Linked DNA regions of Lactuca sativa: region 2 is linked to region 1. Evidence: chromatin contacts called from public Hi-C data. All regions are on one chromosome and are shown on one strand. The core of a region is the stretch at or near the end of the contact, and the rest is flanking DNA. Distances in the headings are between cores, read along the strand shown. Region 1 holds the start of LOC111912020 (CSC1-like protein At3g21620). Region 2 holds the start of LOC111912001.

Region 1 (3,566 bases), core at 458-2,957:
CTGAATAAATTTATAAAACATATATTTTTTTATAAGAATTTAAAAAAAAAAAAAAAAAAAAACCTGATGAGATAGATAGTGATCAGGATGGTTGACTAGAAAAAAGTGTTCCACGAGTTCGTTGACCGATTCATCAGGGTCAGGAGGGACATTTCTAACTAGCACCTACAAAATTAAAATGTTAAATAATCTTGATTTATTAAAATACAAATTCAATAAATAAAATATATATATATATATATATATATATATATATATATATATATATATATATATATATATATATATATATATATATATATATATATATATATATGATTTTATAATAATCTTACTGTAAATTGATCGGGTCTTCGGTTTTCTGATGCGATAAAATGCAACCTCATTGATGCAACTATCTCATATTCTCTTTTTAAAATATAACATGTCCAAAAGGTAAAGGCATATGCCATGACTATATGTGTAAAGAATCTGCAACACATATTGTAAAATTATATTGGGATTCAATCTTTTTAAAATATATAATAAGTTGTCATTATTACCTGTTTGATCCAGTGGGAATGTTGGATATTGAAAGCTTGTCTATGTCACTATATGTTAATTTAGATTCCTCCAAAGTTCGATTGGTGAAATTGACTGGAACCATAACTGAGAAAGCAAGGCATGCTATTGGAACAAAGATCTTCAATCTGATATCAATTATGAACAACAAATCAAGAACACTAATCAGTATTCTTAATTGCATCTGGTAAAAGTTATAAACAAAGTAAGGTGAAGTGGAAGAATACCCTGTCAAGTAAATTCTCAAGTAAAGAACAGAGTCTAATCCGGCATGATCGATAAGCTCAGGCTCAGGCATACGTAATGCAGCAGGCATCCAATTGAGGAACTTCAAGTATGATCTGAAGTCTAAGTTTACAAACTTCTGCACAAATGCACCTGATTGAAGTGGATTGCTCCTTAATCCCCTTAGATACCATTTTGGAAAATACACTCTATCGTTTATAGGTTGAATCCGAAGTATGGCAAATGCTACCAAAAATGCAAATGCAGTGAGGATGTTTATGGTAGCTGCAAGCCCTATTTCAGAACTTGAAGCCATAATGTTACTTCACAAAATTGTGTATTCACCTGAAGAAGATTGATTAAAAAAAAACTGTCAGAATCCTATTTAACACCTAATTCCAAGTTACAACCACTACAATTTTCAAATTCAGTGAGAAATCACAATTGTATTGATCTTCGACGATATTTTATCGTGTTTCGTTCTTCAAGTCGATAATAATTTGTTATAATTGTAGAAATATGATGAGAAGAGCTTCCTGTTTAACCAGTGAAATAAGTAAATTCTACGCAGCATCAACTGGGGGTTTCAAACGAATTCATATCGATGAATAATCACAATCGAACACAAAATATACGGAAAAATCGTAGATACGTACTGATTGTGTTCGGGTATCTTCAAAACTTGTGCTCCAATTAGTACCCGATATACTTGTAAAAATCCTTCAGATGCCGAACAAAACTCGACGCTTTTAGTCGATTTGAAGCCTGTGAAAGATGCTGATGAAGACGATACACAGAGTGTAGGAATCCGTCTGGAAGAAATTGATTATAGCGGTGTTGGACTTGTGTGTGTGTGTGTGTGTGTGTGAAAGAGAGAGAGAGTGAGTGATTTGGTAAACGTTCGTTGAAGGTGAAGGGGAAGGCGGTGGGCTTTTTGGGTTTGAAAGTTGTAGAGACGTGGCATCGGATCGTAGTAACGGCTATATTCTATATGGACTCCGTTGGACTTTCTTACTTTCATACTAAGATATCTTTTACTAACGACAATTGTAATTGTATTATTGTATTGCATAAGGATGAATCAAAATTGTTAAGTGGAAAAGCTTTTATTTATAGAGTAAATTACTCTTGTGGTTTATACCAATTTAAAGTTTAAGTCTAAATTTTTAAAATTTATTATAGTTGATCGGTTGTGATATCTTTTACAATTGGTCCCTTAGTTATTTATGAAAATTTCTATCTTTCCATTTTCTTGTTATATTTATTTTAATTGTTTAATAAAAAAGCCTTATCTACCCCCATTATATTCATAGACCTTAACCTAAACCAAATTTAAATGCCTAATCTAAAATCAAAACTTAATTGAATCCTAAAGAAAAATTTATATCTATAAGTGAAAGATAAAACAAAAACAATATTCGACTACAAAGCTAACTATAACCCTAACCCTAAATCAGAATGGAAAGGAAAGAAGAAGGGTAGGCATGACGAGGCCATAGGTGGTTAGAGAAAGCAAAATGATGTTAATTGGGACACCGACGATCGGTGTTGAAGCCTAATCATCATTATCACCAATCACCACCACCATCATTGGTCGGTCTTAAGGCCACATGAGATAAAGATACAACCGGAGGAGATGAGGTGGTAAAGAGAGCACATAGGTGTTGATTGGGACATCGACGAAGATGAAGAAGACGGTTGATACTGGATATGGAGATTGGAGGAGATAGTTATGGAAGATAGAAGGGTGGTAGTAATAGTCGATTGTTGAAATCCTTTGGGTGTTGTTTTATTATTTTATAAAAACGATTCCTAAAGTTATTAATAATGTGAATATAAAATATAACATAAAAAGGGATATAATGACCATTATACATGCATCTAATGGTTGAAAATTAATGGAGTTAGTCTTAGAGACCACACATGTAACTTTTGGAAGCCATGGAAGGAGCCACAATAATTTTTATAAACTTTGACTCAACTTGCCGATAGTTAAATTGTTAAAATTGTGATCCTCTTCGTAAGGTTATACGATCCTATGATGTCATTTAGGTAAATCAATCTCGATCTTACTTTGAATGTGTTTATGTAGGATCATAATAGGATTGTATGATGGGATCGTAATATTGTTACCATTTTCTTTAGTTTTTAATAGTTTGTCTTGTATCGACTAAGTGATCCGAATATGAACTTTAGAAAAACTCATTTGAATTTTTTATTCAGTTACGTATATTGATGTATTTTCAATTTTTAAACTATTTATTGTTAGTAGAATGGTTAATTGATGGATGAGCATGTATTTTTTAAGTTTTAAAATGATTTTGGTAGGATCTTACAATCCCAAAACGAAAAACAATCATATGATCTCGATGTTGATAACCTTAACAGATATGTATATGTGCAGACACAAAGACCAAAACTGTGATTTAATATTATTTATATAGAAATGTTTGGAAATATGTAATTATAAAATTTTGAAGGTACATGATGACATAAAATATAAAAACTAAAAGTTCTTAAAATTATTAAAAGTTAGTTGAAATAGCTTTCTAAATTATAAATTTTTGTTTAAAATAAAAGTTTTAAGCATGTATTTTTAAACAAACTCATTCTTGTAATTCGAGTAAAAATACCAAAACTTGAAATCTTTTAAAATACTAGCGGTATCTTGTGTTTTCTTCCCTTCTTGAGGTAAAAGTTCAACTCTCGTCGTGGACATAGGTGAATTTAAGGTGTAGTTTAGGAGCATGTTAGATTTGTCGTTTAAAAAAAATAATAAA
Region 2 (3,603 bases), core at 693-3,192, 470 kb after region 1:
ATTTTAGGTCCTAGCCTCCGTTGCTGCCACTTCAATTAATAAGATTGCAGACTGTACTCACTCCTTCGTCTTCTACTCATACCTCTTTGGATTCAAACGCAAAAACCCTAACGATCGTCTGAAAATTGGATTGTGTTCATGCTTTTGAAAATGTGGGGACTTAGAAATGTTGGAGAGATTGTCAACGTTCAAGAAGTTTATGGTAAGATTCAAACTTAGAAAACTCTGTATTTTATGATCAAGCTTCAAACTTTGAAAAACTCTAACTAACAATCGTCTATTTCTGTTTTGAAGATGTTTACCTCAACATATTCTCTAGTGAACTTCATCACGGAGGGAGTTTCACAAAGTTTCCAAATATCAGGTATATTAATGGCCAAGTAAGGTACTTTGATGTTGTCGACATTGATGAATTTTTTGATCATGAACTAGACTTGATGATGAGAGAATTAGGGTATGATGGTACTAAAATCATGTATTACCATTTCCGTTTGCCTAATGAAGGATTTGACTTTGGACTCCGAGCATTAGGTAACGATGATGATGTGCGTAATCTCTCACAGTATGTTACCCATAATAACAAAATGATTAAAGTGTACACAGAGCATGGTCAAACGAACTTGCTTACATATTTTATGTCCCCACCTGGTCTAAGAAGGGTTATAATAGAAGACATGGACAATCATGGTCCTCTTAGACCCTCATCACCTGTAGTTGCTCATGAAGTGGTAACTCTAATCCAAATTGATGTTGGTGAGGGTGATTTAGGGTTAGCATTAACCTTATACAAATCAGCAACACCTGAATTTAGTAGGTCTAAAGGTTGGAAACATAGTAAAGGGGCATCGTCTTGTAGTAGAAAGCTTAACTTGGATTGGGAAGGTGGTGAAAAAACAATGGCAAGTGGTGAAGTTGATAAAGGTAAGGGTGTAGAAGGATTTACAGATGAATATGTTGTAGTTAATGTAGAAAAAGAGTTAAATAAAGAGATTGATGTGAATGAAGAACTTGACATGAACAAATCCAATGGTGAGGGTGTAGAAAGATTTGCAGATGAGGGGTATAGAGTTGTCATGGATAATGATCCTCAAGGAGTCAATGAATTTTCAACTAACATCAACATAGATGATGAGTTAATGACAAAATTTCAACCTTTTGAAGGGTTTGAAGACCAAGATAGCATCCCATTTAATGGGTTTGAAGGCCGGTTTGAAGGCCAAGATAATATTCCTTTCAATGATGACTGGAGACAAGAGGAGCCTGATGACATTGAGTTTGAGAATCAAAACAGTGAAGATGAAGATAGTGACTTTATGATTGATGAGGACAACATAATTGAAGATGTTGACGTTGACATGGAGGATTTCAATCTAAATATTGATACAGAAGCAGAGTTCAATGGATGTCAAAGTATGGGTGGTCAAAGAAATGAAGATAGTGATGAAGAAGAGGATTTGGAGGTAATTGATAATGACGAGTGGGATTCACTAAGTGATGACTCAGGGGACAACAGGAAAAGAAGAGAAATGATCAAAGAGCTGGGGAAACAAACATTATGTTCTGCTGGTGAGGTGCACAAGGTAGCTTTTCATATTGGGCAGAAATATAAATCCAAGAAAGAATTGAAAGATAAAATTGACCTGCATGCTTTAGAGGCAAGGAGGAATATCTCATTCACAAAAAAAACGACAAGAGTAGATTAACAGTTGTTTATGATGGAACTGTAGTTTTAAATGCAAGTGGGGTAGGTGGACCTACCTCTGGGAAAAAGGTAAAGGGTAAAGATGTAAACTCAGATAAAGTTAAATGTACATGGAAACTTCATACATCTAGGTCAAGTGAACAGGATTATTGGTTTATTAAGACCTATAATCAGAAACACATCTGCCTCCAAACACGAAAAATCAGATCTTGCACAACAACATTTCTTTCCAAACGTATTATGGATCGGATTGAAGCTAATCCTGGACTGCCTGTTCGTGCCCTACAAGAGCAACTCCAATCAACTTATGGAGTTAGTATTTCAGAAGAGAAAGCATTTAGGGCAAAAGCATTAACCACCAAAAGTGTTGCAGGGGATTACGTAAAGTAATATGCAGCTTTGAGAGACTATGTACTAGAGCTACAAAAGACAAATGAAGGTACAACTGTAAAGCTTGATGTGGTTTCTGAACCTGTGGTTTCATCCCCAACTAGGCAATTCAGAAGGATATACGTGTGTTTAGGTCCTTTGAAGAAAGGATTTAAGGCAGGTTTGAGAGAATTTTTAGGCTTAGATGGAGCCTTTATGAAGGGACCTTTCCCAGGTCAAATACTAAGTGCAGTTGGTGTTGATTCCAACAATGGAACCTACCCATTGGCATATGCTGTTGTTGAAAGTGAAAACACTTCAAGTTGGAAATGGTTTCTTTAGTGTTTTGCAGAAGATCTTGACTTGTATTTAAATTCCAACTTCACCTTTATCAGTGATAGACAGAAGGTATTATAGTTACATTTAATATTGCATACTAGTTTCATTACAGACTAATGCTAATTACTTATTTTGTTTTGGTGAAAACAGGGTCTTCTACCAGCCATAGAACAATTGTTCCCTAATGCAGAACACAGGTTATGTATTAGACACATATACCAGAACATGAGGAAGTTATTTAAGACTACAGAGTACAAGGAGTATTTTTGGAGGTGTGCTACAGCCACCACCATACCAGAGTTTGAAGTTGTAATGGTAGAGCTAAGGAATTATGACATAGAAGCATATCAGTGGCTCTTGAAAATCTCTCCACATCATTGGGCTAGAAGTCATTTTTCAGGTATTTTCTCAATTTTTTGTCTTATTTTTTATTATAGTATAGATATACACTAACTGTTGTTTTGTTAATGAACTATTAGGAAGGGCAATTTCAGACATGTTATTGAATAAACTTTGTGAAGTATTCAATAGCAAACTTGTTAAAGGGAGAGACAAACCCATTATCAGTTGTTTGGAGTTCATCAGAGAGTACCTTATGAAGAGAGTATGCAATGTGATGAAGGTGTTAAACAAGTGTCAAGGTCCATTAACTCCAACTGGTACTAGGATTTTGGAAGCAAACACAACACTAGCTAGTAAGTATCATGCACGATGGAATGGGGGACAAAAGTATCATGTTAAAGGTTCATGGAATGATCAACATGTAGTGGACATGGAGAAAAGGGAGTGTAGTTGTAGAAAGTGGGAGCTTACTGGAATTCCTTGCAAGCATGCAATTGCAAGCCTAAATGAAATGGCAGACAATAATGAAAAGGTGGGAGAACTATACACCTATGTGCATAAGGTGTATTGGCTTGATACATGGAAAGAGATGTACTCCTTCAAGGTGGAGCCTATCAAAGGTAGAGCCATGTGGCCTAAGAGTGACTGCCCAACAACTCTTGTGCCTCCACCACACAACAAAGCTATAGGCAGGCCAAAAAAGAAAAGAAGGATTACAGCAGAGGAAAGGATTGAAATCCAGCAACGTAAGAGGCAAGCAAACAGTCAAAGTCAAAATGATAATGAAACTCAATCACTAAGCAGGAAGTTTTTAACTGTGACATGTAGTAAGTGTAAGCAAAAGGGTCACA

The links. A called contact is a pair of places that touch in the nucleus more often than the background predicts.
Region 2: a Hi-C map of seed shows a contact between it and region 1, with 7 times the contacts expected there. The contact joins the promoter of LOC111912001 here to the promoter of LOC111912020 in region 1. A contact is called at or near these places in 3 of 4 Hi-C or Micro-C datasets (leaf and seed).

The regions. Positions count from the first base shown.
Region 1 is chr7:169,802,532-169,806,097 of Lsat_Salinas_v11, forward strand. It overlaps LOC111912020 (CSC1-like protein At3g21620), which reads right to left and starts at 1,708. Exons shown (of 10, transcript XM_023907779.3): 1 at 1,443-1,708; 2 at 543-1,131; 3 at 336-471; 4 at 64-165. The coding sequence starts at 1,102.
Region 2 is chr7:170,271,330-170,274,932 of Lsat_Salinas_v11, forward strand. LOC111912001 reads left to right here and starts at 1,943. Exons shown (of 5, transcript XM_052765850.1): 1 at 1,943-2,088; 2 at 2,197-2,378; 3 at 2,424-2,479; 4 at 2,561-2,810; 5 at 2,890-3,603. The coding sequence starts at 1,943.